Regions from separate parts of the Mus musculus genome. Here region 1 is linked to region 2. The links are chromatin contacts, called in public Hi-C maps. All regions are on one chromosome and are shown on one strand. The core of a region is the stretch at or near the end of the contact, and the rest is flanking DNA. Distances in the headings are between cores, read along the strand shown.

What was found. A called contact is a pair of places that touch in the nucleus more often than the background predicts.
Region 1: a contact with region 2 is called in a Hi-C map of cerebral cortex, with 4 times the contacts expected there. The contact joins two enhancer-like sites. A contact is called at or near these places in 3 of 15 datasets of contacts at CTCF or cohesin (embryonic stem cells and stem cell-derived epiblast-like cells), 40 of 484 Hi-C or Micro-C datasets (CD4 T cells, the N1E-115 cell line, Th1 cells and 10 more), 7 of 115 datasets of contacts at active chromatin or transcription factors (acute myeloid leukemia, embryonic stem cells and epiblast stem cells) and 3 of 9 other capture datasets (adipose tissue, embryonic stem cells and pancreatic islet).

The regions. Positions count from the first base shown.
Region 1 is chr2:68,345,743-68,348,442 of GRCm38.p6, reverse strand. The region is part of intron 10 of Stk39 (serine/threonine kinase 39); the gene reads left to right. Among named protein-coding and RNA genes, the nearest start is that of Stk39, 120 kb to the left of the region's middle. Within about 2 kb of position 1,377, at least 47 of the 459 cell types and tissues checked have an H3K27ac peak or open chromatin away from gene starts, as enhancers often do. A contact at or near this core is called in cerebral cortex and cortical neurons, where this site is marked.
Region 2 is chr2:68,256,439-68,259,138 of GRCm38.p6, reverse strand. The region is part of intron 16 of Stk39 (serine/threonine kinase 39); the gene reads left to right. Among named protein-coding and RNA genes, the nearest start is that of Stk39, 210 kb to the left of the region's middle. Within about 2 kb of position 1,273, at least 18 of the 459 cell types and tissues checked have an H3K27ac peak or open chromatin away from gene starts, as enhancers often do. A contact at or near this core is called in cerebral cortex and cortical neurons, where this site is marked.

The DNA.
Region 1 (2,700 bases), core at 128-2,627, 89 kb before region 2:
CTCCACAGTTGTTTCTGTCAGGTGTTTTGTTAACGAAGACAAAAGCCACTCACTATTGCTGTAGCTCCAGGGTGGCTGGGTGAGGCTTTCTCATGTCTCCCGAAGCCCCAGCTGCTCCATGGTCTTAGTCTGTACCACCCTGGCCCTGTGACTGCAGCTCCATGGCCCTGTGACCCCGAGACCCCGGTTCTGTCATACTCTGTGTCAAGCTGAGTTCCCGCCCTTCGACTTTGCCGCGGTGCAGCCTCTGAGTCCCGTGGGCTTAGGAGCAGTGAGTGATCTGTTAGTTCCTGTGTAGACTGTGCTCAGCACTGTCCCTGCAGGTATTTTTTAAGGAAACTTCGGGGAGTAAGATGGTGGTGCAGTGGCCTCTGGCATAATCCCGAGAGCAGGAGGAGACAGCTAAACCTTTGCTCCAGGGGGATCTCTGAGGTTGCTCTCCGCTCTCTGGGATTCCCCTGGTCCACAGCTAAGATTTGGATGCAGCTGATTCAAGGTTTAAAATCTTTCACTACTGGGCTTTCTGGGAGTCCTTAGCCTAAAGTCGATGGTTGAGCCACTCAACAAGGTGGCTGGTGCAGGGGGTTGACATTTAGTCCCGCCCAGCATGTCCTCTAGCCAGCAGGGAGCATGTGCTCCCCTGCCACCGTTCAGTTCACTTACTAAGGTGCTCCAATACCTGGCTAAGTTAATTCTCCCTAATCGTGTGTTCCTAAAATCTTCTCCTCTCCTCCACTGAGGGGAAATCGTGTTAAACTTTCCTCATCTCAATCTTGAAAATCTTGAAAATGAGTTTGGCATTTTGGAGGTGGGAAGCTCAAAGTCACTGATAGTCAGGAAGTGTGGGGCATTGTGGGGGCAGGAAGGAGTGCTGCGGAGAGAAGCCTACCTTGTGCCTTCCTACCCCCTTTCCGGTCCTGTTCCCTGAGTCTCAGAGACCATGGTAGGGGAGCTGAGGTGCAGAACAAGTTTAGAAACAGAGAAAAGGGGGCAAGGATGGGGGCTGTCCTTGTTTGGAGCTAATCAAATGTGATTGGTTTATTAGAGATTCCGGACTAACTTTTTGAAAGGCAGAATTATTTTGTATTTTTAGAAAAGATCTTTAAAACTCAGTCATTTTGAAAACAAATTAAAATTGAAGGAATCTAGTTAAGGTTGCTTTGATAACAGATTTTTTTTTTGAAGCTTGCTCTTTAATTACTGCTGACACATTCAAATGCTGATTTAGAAGCATCTGAGAAGTTCTATTTACTTTCCCAGACTCAAACACAAAGGGAAGGAGCCCTGTGCAGCCTGCTAGGCAGCCACTGGGCTGAGGCATGCGGAGGGAGCGCTCACACTTGAAAGGCTGCATGGAGCTGCTTGGCTCCTCAGCCAGCTTGTTGGCCTATGTGAGGGAACTGGCCAGGCCCGAAGGGCATGCAGGGTTGGGGGAAAGTGCAGACCTCTCACAAAGCCTCAAGCAGCGGCCAGGGGAAAGGCTCTGGGGAGCTAAGCAGCGGCCAGGGGAAAGGCTCTGGGGAGCTAAGCAGTGGCCAGGGGAAAGGCTCTGAGGAGCTAAGGGAGAGAAAGCCTGGGCCACCTAAATGGGCTTGAAGGTCAAGCTCTTCAGAGCTGGTCCTGGCACTGCCACCTGCTCACGAGGGAGCCTTCACTGTGAGCCCCTTGTGGACATAGCCAACTGTTGCCTCTCACTGATTTGTAGGCTTAACGACCAGAATCCTCAACTCTGTGTCTTTCAACCAGTCAGCTGCAGTTCTCCAGCTCTGTTGACCTTTGAGTCTCACCTATTCTGCTACACCCTCGGACTGGAGGTATTCCTCCCTCTGTCTGCACCCCCAAGGAGTCAAAGAGCGAAGCTGGGGTCTATCAGACACTATCATATTTTCAGATGTCGGTGCATATCTTTATGTGTCAGGTGATGTCTATCATCTTTTTGATGGCTACATGACATTCTGCTGCAAGAATGATTAATTAATTAGTTCTTTTAATTACAGAGGGGTGAACATCACTGGGTGTGCACTACTGCTAAAATGTTATCTATTTGTTAGGATATATTCCAAGGAATGAAATTGTTTCATTAAAAAAATGACCTATAATTGTTAATGAGTAGTGTGCCTTACCAATTCTTAAAATGTAAGACGTTTTATTTAACTCTACATCTTAGTCTGGGGTTCTAGTCAAGTAATGCTTTACACACACACACACACACACACACACACACACACTACTTACATAGACAGCAAGCCAGATACACATTACTTGCACAGACAGGCAGATAGACACAGTATGATACCTTATTACTTACACAGACAGGCAGACAGACACACATTGCTTACACAGACAGGAAGACAGATATTACTTACATAAACAGATAGACAGGCACAGGGTGCCTTGTTTACACAGACAGGCAGATAGATACACCTCTACTTACATAGTCAGGCAGGTAGACATCCATTGCTTACACAGACAAGCAGACAGGCAGACGTTGTTTACACAGACAGGCGCGCACACTTTTAAGTACTACCTCATTTCCACAGGCAGGCAGACACAGTATGTGCTATCTATCTCACGGGTACTCGTCAGTATTTGGCATTGCAGTCAGCGATACAGCTTTGGTTTGTTTTGACTTTCTCCTAGAGCTGTACTTAGCTATTTTGTAGCGAGATTTCGGAGCTTGAAACTGTCGGTGGTAAGTCA
Region 2 (2,700 bases), core at 24-2,523:
CCACCCAGGGACCAGTGGCGTGCACCCCTTCCATGTATGTCCCAATCACTTTTCAAACCCACCGCTCTTCTCTCTACCACGTACACACCTGCCAGCCGCACCAGCCTGTAACACCAGCAAACTACACTTGCCTGCCCTCCAGGATGGCCCTTCTGAACGTGCACATAGGCTTGCCCTGTGTCTCCGGGTGCTTTGCCAAAGTGCCTTCCCTAACTCCCCTTCCCCGGCTCTGTCTTCATTGCTTCATACTTTCTACTTTGTCTGTTCATATATAGCATCTTATGCCTTTCAATTATGTTACTATTTGTAGGATTTCTTCTTGAACATAGTCCTCCCTCCCTCCCTCCCATCCTCCCTTCCTCCCTCCCTCCCTCCCTCCCTCCCTCCCTCCCTCCCTCCCTCCCTCCCTCCTTCCCTCTCTCCTTCACTTATTATTTCTAGATAGTTATCAGGTAACATCTCACTATGGCTGACCCCAAGCTTGTGACCCACCTGCCTCAGCCTCCCAAGTACTGGCATTAAAAGTGTGCTTGACCACACCAAGCTAAACATTAGTTTCTTTTTTTTATTTATTTTATTTTATTATTATTATTTATTATTTTTATTTATTTATTTATTTGGGGGGGGTTGTTTCAAGACAGGGTTTCTCTGTGTAGCCCCGGCTGTCCTGGAACTCACTTTGTAGAGCAGGCTGGCCTCCAACTCAGAAATCTGCCTGCCTCTGCCTCCCGAGTGCTGGGATTGAAGGTGTGCCCACCACGCCCGGCTTAAACATTAGTTTCTTAAAGGCAGTCGATTTTATCTGTGCTCTGGGCTGATCCATGATCACTGCTGAAGTGCTTTGATTGAAGTGAATTCCCCCACAAACGCGTGTCTGTAGCTCTGCTCTGGGAGCTACAGCTATCTCAGAACCTTTTCATCAGAAAAGAATCATAGTGAATAGATTATAGTGGCATGTTCAGAATCTTATTTTAAAGATAGTAAAATTCAAGTAGCCTTTACAAAATGAACTAAGTTTATATGAGGGAGGCTGCGCAGAAAATAAAATAGCCTTTCATTCGCTTTTCTTCAGCTTCTGTGATATAACAGAGCTAACATTTAAATAGATTAAAAATCTGTTTTTTCCCATCAGCGTTTCTCCTTTGAGTTGGGCAAAATGCTTACGGTAGCATGAAAGAGCTGAAAAAGGCAGTGCCCCGTGGCATGGAGCAGTGGGTGCCATGGCTTTTACTACAGCAGAGCAAACACACATTACAAAAGTCTGATTACCTAGCTGTGGGGTAAGCTGCCTGGAGAGCGCAAAGCTTCACACGGCACAGTGTGGATTGAAGGAAGGCCGCTGTACAGCCCAGAAAGGCTGCTTTCATGGAGAACAAGGGTAGGGCAAAATTTATGCACTGTTCGTAGGTGGAAATCATAAACCCACCCCTGTTATGTTTAAAGTTAACACCACCTTAGGCAAGAAGCAGGCAACACTCTCAGGCCTTGTGTAAATAGACATGCAGAAGACAGCACTGCCTTCTGGCTGGCTGTTGCTTAAAAAAGTAAATTCGTGAGGCAAAAAGAAAGTAGATGATATGCATGTATAAATTTGCTTATCTTGTCTGCCTAGGTTGGCTATAAAATGTAAATAGACAAGAGCGGAGTCCTCGTTACAGTTATTTTAAAGAGGATTACCAAGAAAACTGATAGGGAGAACTCAGAAAAATCCCCTCTCACCCCTGAGGATCAGTTAGTTACCCATGGGAAAAGAAGTCTCCCTAGGAGGTGGCTACGCAGAGCCACGTGGCTTTCTCTGTATTATAAAAGTAGTTCTAAATTTTGCACTGGACTTGTGCAAGGTCTTTGTCATTTTCTTTAATGGCTTTTGGTATCTCACCAGTTGGATAAAGGAATGGGGTTTGTAAGGAGAATGCAGTGCTCCTCAAAGCTGCCCACCACCGGCAGGCAGCCTGCAAGACTCAGTGCAGAGGCCAGGGGCCAGATGCCCGAGCTGAGGACTGGAGGCGGGTGGGCCGGTTCATGTGTGAGCCTGCTGACTGCTGTCACTAGGGTTCTCTGCCACCCTGCCTGGGCTCTCTTTAGGTGGATTTTGAAAGCAGATGTTAGAATGTCTATTTCTAAAAGGGGAGACATATTTCTGCATTATTTTATGCAATATTACTGACACATTTTGAGCCAGGATGTTATGAAGCTTATTTTAATAATGTTTTATGAAAATAATGTTTTTTAAAATTTAATACTTAATACTAATAAATAGATATGGCCTATTTGAAAATACATATATGTCCTTGTAAGTTGGCTGAGGACTTTGAGAGATATTGTTCATTATTTTCTGAAAGACTCATTTTCTGCAGGACTGCATGTAAAATCGGCTTCCTTTGTAAGAGTCTGCAGAAATGCTTGCTCCCTGCCAGCCCTTCACACCCATCAGCTGGAAGACACACGTGTGGAGCCTCAGAGCGTGGGGTTTTATCATTGTATGGCATGCGCCCGCCTCTCTTCATGCTGTGCTTCTGGTGCTGGGACCTGTCTTCTCAGCTGTGGGCTCTCTCTCATCCTTACCACTCAATATGGTGGATAAAGAAATACACGTTATCCCATTTCACAGATTTACCCCTGGAGCAGCACATGAATGGATGATTTAGGACAGCGACAACATCGCTGCTCCCTTTAAAATGAAATTATGATCAACAGGAG